Regions from separate parts of the Gossypium hirsutum genome. Here region 2 is linked to region 1. Evidence: chromatin contacts called from public Hi-C data. All regions are on one chromosome and are shown on one strand. Each heading gives the region's core, a stretch centred on a gene start, on an enhancer-like site or on the middle of the called end of the contact. The rest is flanking DNA. Distances are from core to core; before and after follow the strand shown.

The links. Hi-C and Micro-C count contacts between places; a contact is called where the count stands out from the background.
Region 2: a Hi-C map of leaf shows a contact between it and region 1, with 2.1 times the contacts expected there. The contact joins the promoter of LOC107948640 here to the promoter of LOC107943253 in region 1. A contact is called at or near these places in 2 of 34 Hi-C or Micro-C datasets (leaf and petal).

The regions. Positions count from the first base shown.
Region 1 is chrA04:5,662,296-5,665,477 of Gossypium_hirsutum_v2.1, reverse strand. It overlaps LOC107943253 (NAC domain-containing protein JA2L), which reads left to right and starts at 1,431. Exons shown (of 3, transcript XM_016877000.2): 1 at 1,431-1,751; 2 at 1,849-2,117; 3 at 2,647-3,182. The coding sequence starts at 1,571.
Region 2 is chrA04:5,801,502-5,804,683 of Gossypium_hirsutum_v2.1, reverse strand. LOC107948640 reads right to left here and starts at 1,527. Exons shown (of 3, transcript XM_016883262.2): 1 at 1,193-1,527. The coding sequence starts at 1,282.

The DNA.
Region 1 (3,182 bases), core at 182-2,681:
TAAAAAGACTAAAAAATCTTCAAATAATATAATTTTTTATAATTACGAAAGGTCAATTTCATAATTTTCTGACTAAATTGATGACTCGATTGAGAATAACATCGATTAAGTGAGAGGCTTAATAAATAATATATTAGTTATATATTATGTGAAATGGTTAATAATGTAATGATGAATTATTTGCATGGCTTAAGGTCTTATTGATACAAAGTTTGGTTTAGATTTATACAACACCTTCAAATTATTACTTTTTAAATATATACATTAGATTTTATCACATTCATAATTTAATTGAAAGAAAAAAAATATTAATAATTAAGTTATAAGTGAAATAATAAAGTGACATTTAAATATATTTTAGGTTTGGTTTGATTTTTAGATATTACATTTTAATTGTTTTATTTAAATATTTTATATAAATATTTTAAAAATATGAAAACAATCCTTTATTAAAAGAGAGTTTTTTAAGTAATTTTCTAACTGAATCAATATTGAGTTAATTCGTTACATCAACTTAACAAAACTCTTTAAATAAATATAAAAGAGTATTTTGAATACATTTTAACATATAAAAATTAAAAAAAAAGTATTATATAAACTAGATTTTGTTACACCTAGGGTGAAAAAAATTTCTTTTAATTTTTTTTCAATAATGAATATAAATAGAGTGATAATAAACTTATATTTTAATGCAATTGAACACGTGTTCGATTTTTAGATTTTTAATTTTTATTTAAAAATAATATAAAATTATGAAAAGACAAAAATATCATTATAATAAAATTATTTATAATTTAAAAGAAAACATATTTCTATATTTTTATAATTAAGTTAGTAATCCAATTAGAAGTGTCACAAATTCAATAAAAAAGTTAAAATAATAATATAGATATATAACATAAAAAAAGTAATCATTTTTTTAAATTTCTTTGAGTTTATGAATTTTAAGCAATTTTAAGGTATGTATCAAATATTTTTAATTTATATTAATAAATAGTTGGATGCGATGGTGAGTTACATTACGCTCTCAATAGAAGAATTTAAATTTAAACTTTAAAAATAATATTATTAAAAAGAATAATTATAAACTTAAACATAAATTACAAAACCGACATGAAGAATATAAAAAAAACTAATAAATTACATGAATTTTAGTTGCTGGACAATTTAGGGGGTGAAGCAAAATAAAATGGGAAAAGGACACGTGTCTAAAGAACTGATGACTCACTTTTGTAAATTTTCGTGATGGTTCATGCACCCTCTTGGTCGGATAAGGTCGGCCGCTTGATGATAGGCACGTGGCATTCTTTCAATGGTGATAAAAATAAAAGTGGGTCGCATTTAGAAAAAAAAAAACAACGAGACAAGGACGTCCGTACTTTCTCACACTCACTTTTTAATAACTATCCATTTTCTCTTCTATTTAAATACCTTTCCAACCCCCCAATCTCTAATAGAAAATAGAAAAAAAAAAAAAACATTTTTTTAATTTTTCTTATTCTATTTATCTCTCTAGCTAAAACAAACTACTCTTTAATTTTCTGTTTGGTTGTCGAGAAAATTTTGAAGCATGGGAGTCCCGGAAACTGATCCATTGGCTCAATTGAGCTTACCACCGGGGTTTCGGTTTTATCCGACGGATGAAGAGCTTTTAGTACAATATTTATGCAGGAAAGTTGCAGGGCATCATTTTTCTCTACAAATCATTGCTGAAATTGATTTATACAAATTTGATCCATGGGTTTTACCAAGTAAGTTCAACCAAATGGTTTACCTTTTCTTTCCTGTTTGGCTTATTATGAAATGTTATTTCTTTGGCTAATCAATGTATATTATTATTTTTCATAGGTAAAGCTATATTCGGTGAAAAAGAATGGTATTTTTTTAGTCCGAGAGATCGAAAGTATCCGAACGGGTCACGACCCAATAGAGTCGCCGGTTCCGGGTATTGGAAAGCTACCGGAACCGATAAAGTTATCACGACCGATGGCCGAAAAGTTGGTATCAAGAAAGCTCTGGTTTTTTACGTTGGAAAAGCACCTAAAGGGACTAAAACGAATTGGATTATGCATGAATATAGATTGTTGGAAACTTCCCGTAAAAATGGTAGCTCCAAGGTAATTTTACTTCATTATTTCTAAACCTTTTAGCTCGTATACCTCCAACATCATTCAAGCATATATATAGTTATTATATAATAATAATTACAACCCGACTCAGAATTCGATTCAGAATTCAACTCGATTACTCAACCTATATAATAAAATTCTAATGCACGGGATTAGAGGTTTCTTATTCCTCTCTGTTTCTGGTTTTCTGCTCTTGGAAAATGAAACCACTCAACTCCATCTTATTTCATAACCGTTGATCGAGTGTATCAACAATAGTAAATGGAATATGATTAATTTTTCAAATTTTAATATTTTCAAAGAATTTTTTCCTTTTTTTTTAATTATTATGTCATCCGTTTTTTTAAAAAACTCTTTTTTAATATATAAAATATATATATATATATAAATTTGGGTTTTCCTAAAATTTTTAATAAATAATAATAATTTAGAAGATATTCATTATCAATCATGTGTGCAGAATAATACAATCGCTTGAAGAATTATTTTTTAATTTAATTTGATTTATTTGTTGTAGTTGGATGATTGGGTATTATGTAGAATTTACAAGAAGAATTCAAGTGCTCAAAAATCATTATCATGTGTTTCAAGCAAAGAGCATAGTAACAATGGCTCTTCTTCTTCTTCTTCCCAACTCGACGATATGCTTGAGTCATTCCCCGAGTTACACGATCGTTACTTTGCTTTGCCTCGGATGAACTCGTTGAAGACACTTCAAAACGATGACAAAACGGGGTTTCACAATCTGGGCAGTGGGAATTTAGATTGGGCGAGTCTTGCAGGGCTTAACTCGGTGCCTGAGTCTGTTCCCAGTGGACAAACTCAGACTCAGGGGATTCAAAGTTATGTAAATAATGACCTGTATGTACCCACGATGCCGCCTACGCTAACCCAGATGGATATGTCAATGAGTAAAGTTGGTAATTCGGTGGAAGAGGAAGTACAGAGTGGACTCAGAACTCAGCGAGTTAACAACTCAGGGTTTTTTCAACAGAACTCTAGTGGGTTGATGACCCAGAACTTTTCTAACTCAATTGACCCGTATGGATTCCG
Region 2 (3,182 bases), core at 278-2,777, 140 kb before region 1:
CCTATATGTTAGATTAAAGAGCAAACAGGTCTTTCATGTTGAAATTTTTATCCATTTTTATTGTTAACAACTAACATAGCAAACGCCACATGTATCTCGTGCTGACGTGCAAAGACTAGTTTTTAACAGTAGAAATGAATGAAACCTTTAACAGAAGAACTATTTTACTCTTTGATCTAAAGTACAGGTACTAACTTGCCCATTTTTTAAGTAGAAGAGGCAAAATACAATCTGACTCATAGTACAAGAACCTTCATGAGACTTTTACCCTTTGATTATTTATTAGAATACTAGAAGGTGTTAGAAGATCAGCTATCATACTTTATATTAAACTATCATATAGGGTACAATAAACAAAAAGCAAGATCTTGAAGCTTGGTTGTCAATAATTTAGTCAACATCACCGATTAGATCATAAAATATTGTTTCAAAAGATGAAACAGTTTGGCTTCTAAATCTAGCAAAGACTAGTTCTTCCATTAGACCCTGGGGTGAAAAGCCAATGTGATGGGGTAAATTTATAAAAGTTTGGGGTTCAAAAAGCTAAAGAATTTATAAAAGTTCTGTATTAAAATGGCTTAATTGATTTTTTAACTTTTTGAAAGGAGCAAAAATGTAAAATTTCAATCTAACAAAGGGATTAAATTGAATTATTAACATTTTGGTGCGGCTAAAGTTAAAGTTGCACAATTTAACCAAGGGGACCAGGCACCTTTTTTAAGTTAGTGACAGAGGATAAAAACCATAAACTCAGATCTACTATTTTTATAGAAATTCAGCTGAGATCTGGTGAAGTTCATACACAATTGAGAATTATAAAAATGATGAAATCAATTTCCGTTACTATTTGATTAGCAGAAAGAGAATACATATATATGTATGTGTATGTGTATGTGTATGTGTATGTGTATGTGTATGTGTATATATACAGACACACAAAAGATCAAGCTTGAATACAGTGTTTCTTTTCTTTCCCAGAAAATTCTTACATGAAACAAAAAACCCAGAAAGCTAAAATCAAGATTTACCGCTTTTTTTCAAACAAAAGGACTCACTTTCTTTCATTTTCCTTCGATTTCCAGGAAAAAAAAGGTTGCAAACTTTCAGTATACCCAGAAATCGTATGAACTAATTGTGAACCAAAACAACCAAATCCATAAAAGAAAGTGAAGGGGAAAGTTAGCAAACTTACAGTGCTTCTTCTTTGCTCAGCTGCAACAGCTAAACCAAAAGCAATGAGATCAAGAACAAATACAGCAATCAAAAGAAGCTTAGAAGCCATGGATGAATATATGGAAAGCTAAGTTGAAGAACCCCAAACAAAGGCTTCTTCTATTTTTCCTTTTGCTTTGTTCTTTCTCTTCTTCAAACTCCCCTTGTAGCTAAATATACAGAAAAAACACTATATTATTGAACAAGCAAGGCAAATGATTAAATTTGAAGAAAAAATATGTATTTTTTAAAAAATGTAATTTCAATAAGAAACTGACACATCACCTTAACTTTGAAAATGTGTTTTCACCCTCTTTGTCAAAAGAAAAAGAAAAAAAATTATTTATTTCGATTTTATATATTAATATTTAAAAAAATTATAATGACAAATTTAGTTCATAATATTTATATATTCTGTCAATTTGATTCTTATTTTTTTAATTAAATTAGATTATTAATTTTTTTAAAAATGTCAAATTATTTTTTTAACAAAAATATTGATTAAAATTTAATTCTTTTAACAATGTTGGTATGACAAGATATATGATAATTCACGTGTATTTTATGTTGATATAATATTATTTTTTTATATATTACATCGATAAATAATTTAAAAATTATAAAAAATTTAACCAAATAAAATATAAAATTAATTTAAAAAATAAGAACTAAATTAATAAAAAAAATTAAAATGCTAAATTTATTATTAAGAGAATAAAAATAGGTTGTAAATTACTGAAGGGATGCTTATTGGGAAAGCAAAGGCAGTTGGGAGGGGAATTTTAGGAGGGTTCAAGAAAGGGAATAAATACCCGCTATAATTAACTGCCTTTTTTGGAAGCCCTGGGCGTACAACATTTTGCAGCATGAGGTACCAACATCTACAGCTTGTATTGCACGAAACGGAAAGGGTGATTCCATTGTTCATGACGAAGAATTGATACCCACTAAAATAGAAGTATGTTTTGTTTTTCAATTTTAAATTAAATTAGAAAACATCTTTTCTCATTCCAAAAATTTAATGAATTTTGATGATTATTATGTTTTAATTATTTAATTTTAAAAAATTACAAAATAATTATTAAACTATTCGAAAGATTTCATTTAAGTCATTAAGCTGTTAAGTTTTTTTTTTAATTTATCTAGTAAGCTCCAATAGATGATTCGACTATCAGTACAGTGAATCAATACCCATTGGTGCGTAGAATAGAATATCCTAAATCTAAGTAGTCCTAATGGTTAGTATTAGAGATCAGAGAAGAAAATTATTTGGATTTTAACTCACAAATTTGTAACGTTCAAAACTATTTAATAAAAAAAAAAGTTAATTGTAGAAGAGAAGGGGAATGAAAGAGCTTTTGATTTGTGTAATTGGTGTAAATAGAGAATGTCATATAGCGATTTTACAACCTAACAACTTAAATGAAAACTTGTTAAAATTGTTGAAATTGAATAACCAAAATATAAATTTACTAATAATTTAGTGACCTTTGAGTATAATTTACCTATTTTTTTATTTTACAAAATATAGATTTAACAAAAAGTAATTCTTTAAGATAATCACCTCCCCACGAGATTTAAATAAAAAGATAAATACACTTTAACGCGCTCGAAATTATATTCTTTTATTTTGACAATAATGTCAATATTAACTAAGTTAAGATCCAATCAATAATAAATTACTATATTTATTTCTTTAAATAAATATAATTAAATAAATATTAAAATTTTATGTATATAATTAAAATATTTTATGTGTAAATTACATTAAATTTAAATTGATATATAAAATTATTTATTTATTATTATAGACAGTATTGATTGTATATTTAATATTGTCTTCATCGTAATAACATGACAAAATTGATGGCGAAGAGAGTGTCGGTGAAGAGAACTAATTGCTTTCACCACGGAAAGGCGACAACTCATAAATCAACCTTTCGTTTGTTGGACACGTGAAAACAAAAATA